Regions from separate parts of the Ovis aries genome. Here region 2 is linked to region 1. The links are chromatin contacts, called in public Hi-C maps. All regions are on one chromosome and are shown on one strand. Each heading gives the region's core, a stretch centred on a gene start, on an enhancer-like site or on the middle of the called end of the contact. The rest is flanking DNA. Distances are from core to core; before and after follow the strand shown.

Evidence for each region. Hi-C and Micro-C count contacts between places; a contact is called where the count stands out from the background.
Region 2: a contact with region 1 is called in a Hi-C map of liver, with 4 times the contacts expected there. The contact joins two enhancer-like sites. A contact is called at or near these places in 7 of 16 Hi-C or Micro-C datasets (blood, hypothalamus, liver and 3 more).

The regions. Positions count from the first base shown.
Region 1 is chr18:39,417,372-39,420,567 of ARS-UI_Ramb_v3.0, forward strand. All of the region lies in intron 1 of STRN3 (striatin 3), which reads right to left. Among named protein-coding and RNA genes, the nearest start is that of AP4S1, 13 kb to the right of the region's middle. Within about 2 kb of position 1,535, at least 4 of the 54 cell types and tissues checked have an H3K27ac peak or open chromatin away from gene starts, as enhancers often do. A contact at or near this core is called in liver, where this site is marked.
Region 2 is chr18:39,466,161-39,469,499 of ARS-UI_Ramb_v3.0, forward strand. All of the region lies in intron 5 of AP4S1 (adaptor related protein complex 4 subunit sigma 1), which reads left to right. Among named protein-coding and RNA genes, the nearest start is that of STRN3, 35 kb to the left of the region's middle. Within about 2 kb of position 1,986, at least 8 of the 54 cell types and tissues checked have an H3K27ac peak or open chromatin away from gene starts, as enhancers often do. A contact at or near this core is called in liver, where this site is marked.

The sequences.
Region 1 (3,196 bases), core at 285-2,784:
AAAAGTTAATGATTTACCTAACTTTATTACCTATACTGAAATACAGTAAAAGGAGACGTGGGAAGTGTGATAAACTCTCATAGCATATACAGGGTTAGGTCCTTTATCCATGGACTCTGGCATCCACTGGGGGTCTTGGAATATACCTTTTGCTGATAAAAGGGGACTACCGAAGAGAAAAAGTTCTGAAAAGATATACACCCCAAAGCAGTGTTGTTCCTAGAAAACTAAGATTATCAAAAGAATCACTATATTTGACATTTCTGTAGCCTTACTTTCATATATTACTTTAACAATAACTAAGAGTCGGATACGACTGAGCAACTTCCCTTTCACTTTTCACTTTCATGCATTGGAGAAGGAAGTGTCAACCCATTCCAGTGTTCTTGCCTGGAGAATCCGAGGGACAGGGGAGCCTGGTGGGCTGCTGTCTATAGGGTCACACAGAGTTGGACACAACTGAAGTGACTTAGCAGTAGCAGCAAGAATTAAAAACTAATGTAAAAAATTTACAAAATAAATAAAAGCAACTGAGTCCAACCACACAACAAAAATTCAAAACATCATAAAATAAGATCTTCATGAATAAACAATGGTATTTGTTAAGCTTTTAAAGAAATCAATCAAAAAAGAAAATGGGGAAAAGATAACTCATTATAAGTACAAAGTTCAACTTGCTGTTTGATGATAAAGTATCCTTCAACAGTGTCTGTGTCTCCCTCTCTTCCTCTCTTTATACATATGCATAAAGAAACAATTCATTTCTGAAATATTTGTTTCAATAAAAGAAAATACCTATCTTACAATGTTTGCTGGGCCTTTTTTTAAATAAGGAAAACAGAAAAGTTGCCAGTAATCCTACGACCCAAAGATCACAAAGTTTATTTTAAAACATTTGTAGTGCGTTGTTCAATATATTTTTTAACATAGCTGATTTCACACGTAACATGGATCTCTGCTTTTCAGCTTATCATAAGCACTGTCTAGTCATTAAACATTCTTCATAAAAATCATTCACTATTTTTGACAGAAAATAGTAATCCCCACTCCCATGCATTAATCCCAAGCACAGATTCATTTTAACTGAAACTGTGATCTCTTACACTCTATTTCCCACAAGGGGGAGACAGAACTTTTTAAAAAATATCTTATAATAAAAAACAGTTTGGTTTCATTCCAATATCAAATGAGGAGATAAGAGAAGAGTAGTCATTTACTACTGGTGTTATCTCTATCTGGTGGGCTTTTTCCCCTATTATGTACTACAAAAATTACAATTCAGTTTCTCATATCTAAGAACTTAAGTGGAATGTCCTCAGCAACTTCACTCATTTAACAAAGATTTAGCAAACACCTATTATGAGACTTTCCTGGTGACTCAGTGGTAAAGAATCCCTCTGCAATGCAGAAGACACAGGTTCAGTCCCTGGGTCTGGAAGATCCCCTGGAGAAGGAAATGGCAACCCCCTTGGATCCAGTATTCTTGCCTGGGAAATCCCATGAACAGAGCAGCCTGATGGGGTATAGTCCATGGTGTTGCAACAGTTAGACACAACTTAGCAACGAAACCACAACGACTATCACCATTATGTGCCAGACCCTTTACTGTCACATTAGGTATACATGAGTTTTCTAAAAAAACATAGAGCCCTCCTTTCAAAAAGTTTACAATCAATCTTAAAGAGGGAGGGGAGTATTTTTAGAATTACAAGTTACAGTAAATATTAAGAGCAAAATGACCAGGGTATACGCTGATATATGCAAAGTATAAAGATGTGTAATTAAATACATTTTAGAATCAACTACACCCCACCCTCTCTTTTTTAATATAAGCTTATGAAAGTCTGGTCTACTTTTTAAAACTCTGGGGAAAAAACCAACAAAGGTTAATTTAGGCCACTCTGAAATAGTTTTATTGTCTGAGACAACTGTTGGTGGCATATTATCACACCCATCCATTGTTTCTCTATCACTGTGTTTATTCCTCTTCTCATCCACCCACCCCCTTTTTCCCTATTTCATTTTTCTGTCTTTCTCACTCCTTACTTCCTCAGGACTTCAGTAACAGACTTACAGCTTAAATAGAACTGCTTAATTAATGGCTTTCAAAGCTAAAACATTTGTGATTCCTAACTTAAAATTCAGACTAAATGCAAGCCATGAAACAACAAAGCATCATATAAAATTTAGTTCAAATATTACAAAACAAAAAAGCAATATAATAGAGTTTATTTTGAGGCAGAAGGCTGGTTGCTCACACATTTAAGAACACAGTGCAGGGACTTCCCTGGTGGCCTGGGGGATGGGGCTCAATCCTTAGATTCCACACGACGCAGCTAAGACCCAGCATAGACAAATAAATAAATGAATACTAAAAAAAAAAAAAAAAACACACAACAACAACCAGATACAAATGTTTCCTGAAACTTCAACACAACCATTCAACAATAGTGGGGTAGTTAAATCAACTATGGCATGTATAAGAAACAGACTACTATGCAACTGCTATTAAAACAAACAAACCAAAAAATTGCGAATGTTCTCCACTAACAGAATTCAAATTCCAGGAAACGTTAAATGAAAATGCAAAGGGAAAAAGAGGTATATAGTTTATGAACTGTCGTATCAGAAAGAGAAGAAAATCAGTATACCTATTTGTTTACATCTATCTGACACAGAAACTGGAAGCAGGACTTCCCCGGCGGGCTAGTGGTTAAGAATTCACCTGCCAATGCAGGAGACATGAGTTCGATTCCTGATCTAGGAAGACTCCACATGCTGTGGAGCAACTAAACCTTTCCAACACAACGACTGAGTCCATCCACAAGCTGCAACTACTGAGACCAGGAGCAGCAGCTGCTGAAGCCCACACGCCTAGAAGCCGTGCTCTGCGACAAGAGAAGCCACTGCAGTGAGACGTGTGCGTGCCGCATTGAAGGGTAGCCCCCACTCACCACAACCAGAGAAAGCCCTCACAGCAACAAAGACCCAGCACAGCCAAAAGCAAGTAAATAAATAGAAGTGTTTTTTTTTTTTTTTAAAGAAAAAATAACTATCATGTGAAATGAATCGCCAGTCTATGTCTGACGCAGGATGCAGCATGCTTGGGGCTGGTGCATGGGGATGACCCAGAGAGATGTTTTGGGGAGGGAGGTGGGAGGGGGGTTCATGTTTGGGAATGCATGTAAGAATTAAA
Region 2 (3,339 bases), core at 736-3,235, 49 kb after region 1:
CCGCCAGGCTCCTCTGTCCATGGGGATTTTCCAGGAAAGAATACTGGAGTGTGTTGCCGTACCATCTTCCAGGGGATCTTCCTCACCCAGGTATTGAACTCAGGTCTCCCCCATTGCAGGTAGATTCTTTATCTTCTGAGCCACCAGGGAATCCCATATATACATATGCTGCTGCTGCTAAGTCGCTTCAGTCGTGTCCGACTCTGTGTGACCCCATAGATGGCAACCCACCAGGCTCCCCCGTCCCTGGGATTCTCCAGGCAAGAACACTGGAGTGGGTTGCCATTTCCTTCTCCAATGCATGAAAGTGAAAAGTGAAAGTGAAGTCACTCAGTCATGTCCGACTCTTTGCGACCCCATGGACTGCAGCCCACCAGGCTCCTCCATCCATGGGATTTTCCAGACAAGAGTACTGGAGTATATCGCCTTCTTCGATATATACATATACACACACACATATATACATACCTATATTTGTGTGTGTGTATACACACACACACATTAGAAACCTATGTCCAGCACCAGTATGCCAGTATATTTTGGGGAAATGGCCATTTACCTTTTACTCTTGATAGAAATTGGCATGTTGATAAAGTTCATTTGCAGGCTGTGTTTGGAAGCCTCTGCAAGTTAACCAGGGAAATCTGAGCGCCCTCTAGTGGTGAGTGACCTAAATCTATGGTCCTTTTGGCCTAGGAGACCCAAGACCAGGCTGCATATTTGGGTGTATTTTTATTCAGCATGTAATATTCCATTTTAACTAAATCTTTTAAAGGAATTCAAGATAAATCTCTTCCTCCTTATATAGGGGAATAATAAAAATGCCTTTTGATTTAAGAAGTAATGGCACTGGTGGCAAAGAAGCCACCTGGCAATGCAGGAGTCTTGAGAGACACAGGTTTGATCCCTGGGTTGGGAAGATCCCCTGGAGGAGGGCATGGCAGTACACTCCAGTATTCTTGCCTGGAGAATCCCATAGACAGAGGAGCCTAGGGGGCTACAGTCCATAGCATCACAGAGTCAGACATGACTAAAGCCACTTAGCATGCACCCACAGTAAGTTAGCAAAAGCGTTTAATAGATATTTTGCCAGAAATACACCCAGGTTCTGCTTTCAGTCCTGCCACCAGTTGGGTGTGTGTATCAGACAAAACACATAAACTCCTCATCTCAGAATGATGGAATTAAACTGGAAGAGCTTTAATACCCTCTCAGCTTTAGTGTTTGATGTTGCCGTGACTCTAGATAACTGAGCTGAGTTGCCTTACACCTCGAGCAGGATGGGAGAGTCTCAGGTCTAGATATTCAGAATTCAAGTGAGTCAGATGCAGTAGGGCATGTGTTATATTTGGATTCATCGTGCTGATGTGTTTTATAGACTGACTAGGTGTTTATTAGAAGTAGAGATGGGTTTGTCTTTGTATCCGTCTAGTGTATAGCATGGGTCAGTGTAATAGAGCTCCAGCATTCTTGTTTGAATTTCATTTCCACACGAAAGCACATGATTTCTGTCTCTTCCCATCATTTTAGTTAGCTTCATTTTTGCCTTCTCTTCCGCTCTGACCTACTTATCCTATTTACTGTCCCTCAGCAGTTACTTAGGCACATCCACTTGACAGATTAGGAATTTTTCATCACTTAGAGAAGGGAGCTAAGTCTGCAGATCCGGAAGTGTCTGTCTGTACTTGAGGTGACGTTCACGTGGCCCTCCTGTGGTCTAATAGCACAGCAGCTGGCAGGGCAGGGGCACCGGTCTTCTACTGACCTTCTTAAAGGGTTTCTACCCTCAGCCATCTGAAAAAAAGTCACAGTACAAATCCACAACTCTATTCTACCTCATAAATAGTTCTGTTTAAACTGTCACATCAAAGATATCTAGGGAAGACTTCTCCACACCAGTTTTTAACAGGAAGACAAGGGAGCCCTTTAGAGGTGCCACCCATAGACACCCTGCATCAGCGCTCTGGTAGCTTGTACCTGGGAACCTGCCAGAGCAACCAACATTGTGCCCGGAAAGTAGCTTCCTTAGGCCTTGAAACGTTGAACCAGCAGCTGACTCAGTTGCAACCTGGAGCCAGCTACCCGGAACAGGTCATGACCTTTGTGTTTGCTTAGATTAGGAAAGCCCTCTGTGTCAATCCATATGGGAACAGACATGATTTAACCTCACAGAATTCCCAAGAAGCTCTTTACTCACAGTCTTTCTCCAGAGACATTACCACCCTATAGCTTTTAAAGGAGGGGGCGGTTTTCCAGAGCCTGCAGGGTTAGACACTGGGAAATTCAAAGTACCATTTACATATCTTCCTAGTACGGGCTTGTTCTACTTCTGGTAAGACTAACGTCATAGAACAAGGCAGATGGAATGTTAAAAAGAAACGACCTAAGCTCCAGAAATCAGGACAGAGATTCTGGCTTGTTGAAAACCGTTGTACTGAGTGGGAACTCTCTGGTGCAGAGTAGTGTCGAGTAGGGCAGCCTGCACCCCAGGGACCAGGCACAACAGTGACCTAAATCATTCGTGTTGCACTGCAGCCGCTCCCGCACCCTCTTCACATTCCACCCCGCCTGTGGGGCCGTTTAGTGCCTGAGGGCTTCTCTCAGGAAAGCTGGCCCTACCTGATATTTGGTAGATTGATTAAAGACTTCAAATTCCACAAATCAAGATGGTTCTTAGGAACCAACTGACGAGCCTCTCAAAATGTGTTCAGCTCCAGAGCCCCAGGTTTGCTGCTCTCTCCAGACAATTCATAATTCAAAGGAGCAGTTCAAGCCCCCTTCTGCTAAATTGTCAGAGGGTGGCACCAATGAACAGCACCGTGTGGGAAAAGCCCAGGTCCTCCCCAGCTCGGTGCACACCTGCTGTGTGTAAGGCACCAGAAACCTTGACACCCCTTTTGGTATTTGGTGCCTTTGAAGAGGCTTAAAAACTTCATTTATTTGGGCTGGAGTGGAATGCAGTAGTGCTGCCTTTAGACCTGGACAACCAGGGTCCCCTTCCTGGGCCCCGTGCTTTAGAGGAGCCCCTCTAGCTCTCCTTCAGGAGCATCCCTCTCTGTGGGATAAGGGTGCTCACCCAGAGCCTGCAGGCTTCCGCATCCACCCCTTGACCACCCTTGAACTATCTGGATCCCAAGAGTTTAGTGGATACCTGGACATCCCAGTGCCTGCCGCCAGGGCCTCTGCAGGCCTCTCTCCCATTCGTAACCCAGGACTGACGGCAGGAATGATGGAGAGGCTGGGATGGTAAGAAGGGTATTCCACACACATGCATGAGAAGAAAAGTCAGGAATAGGCTGGGATCCCTATTTATATTCTTGTGCCCATAAATACAGGCTA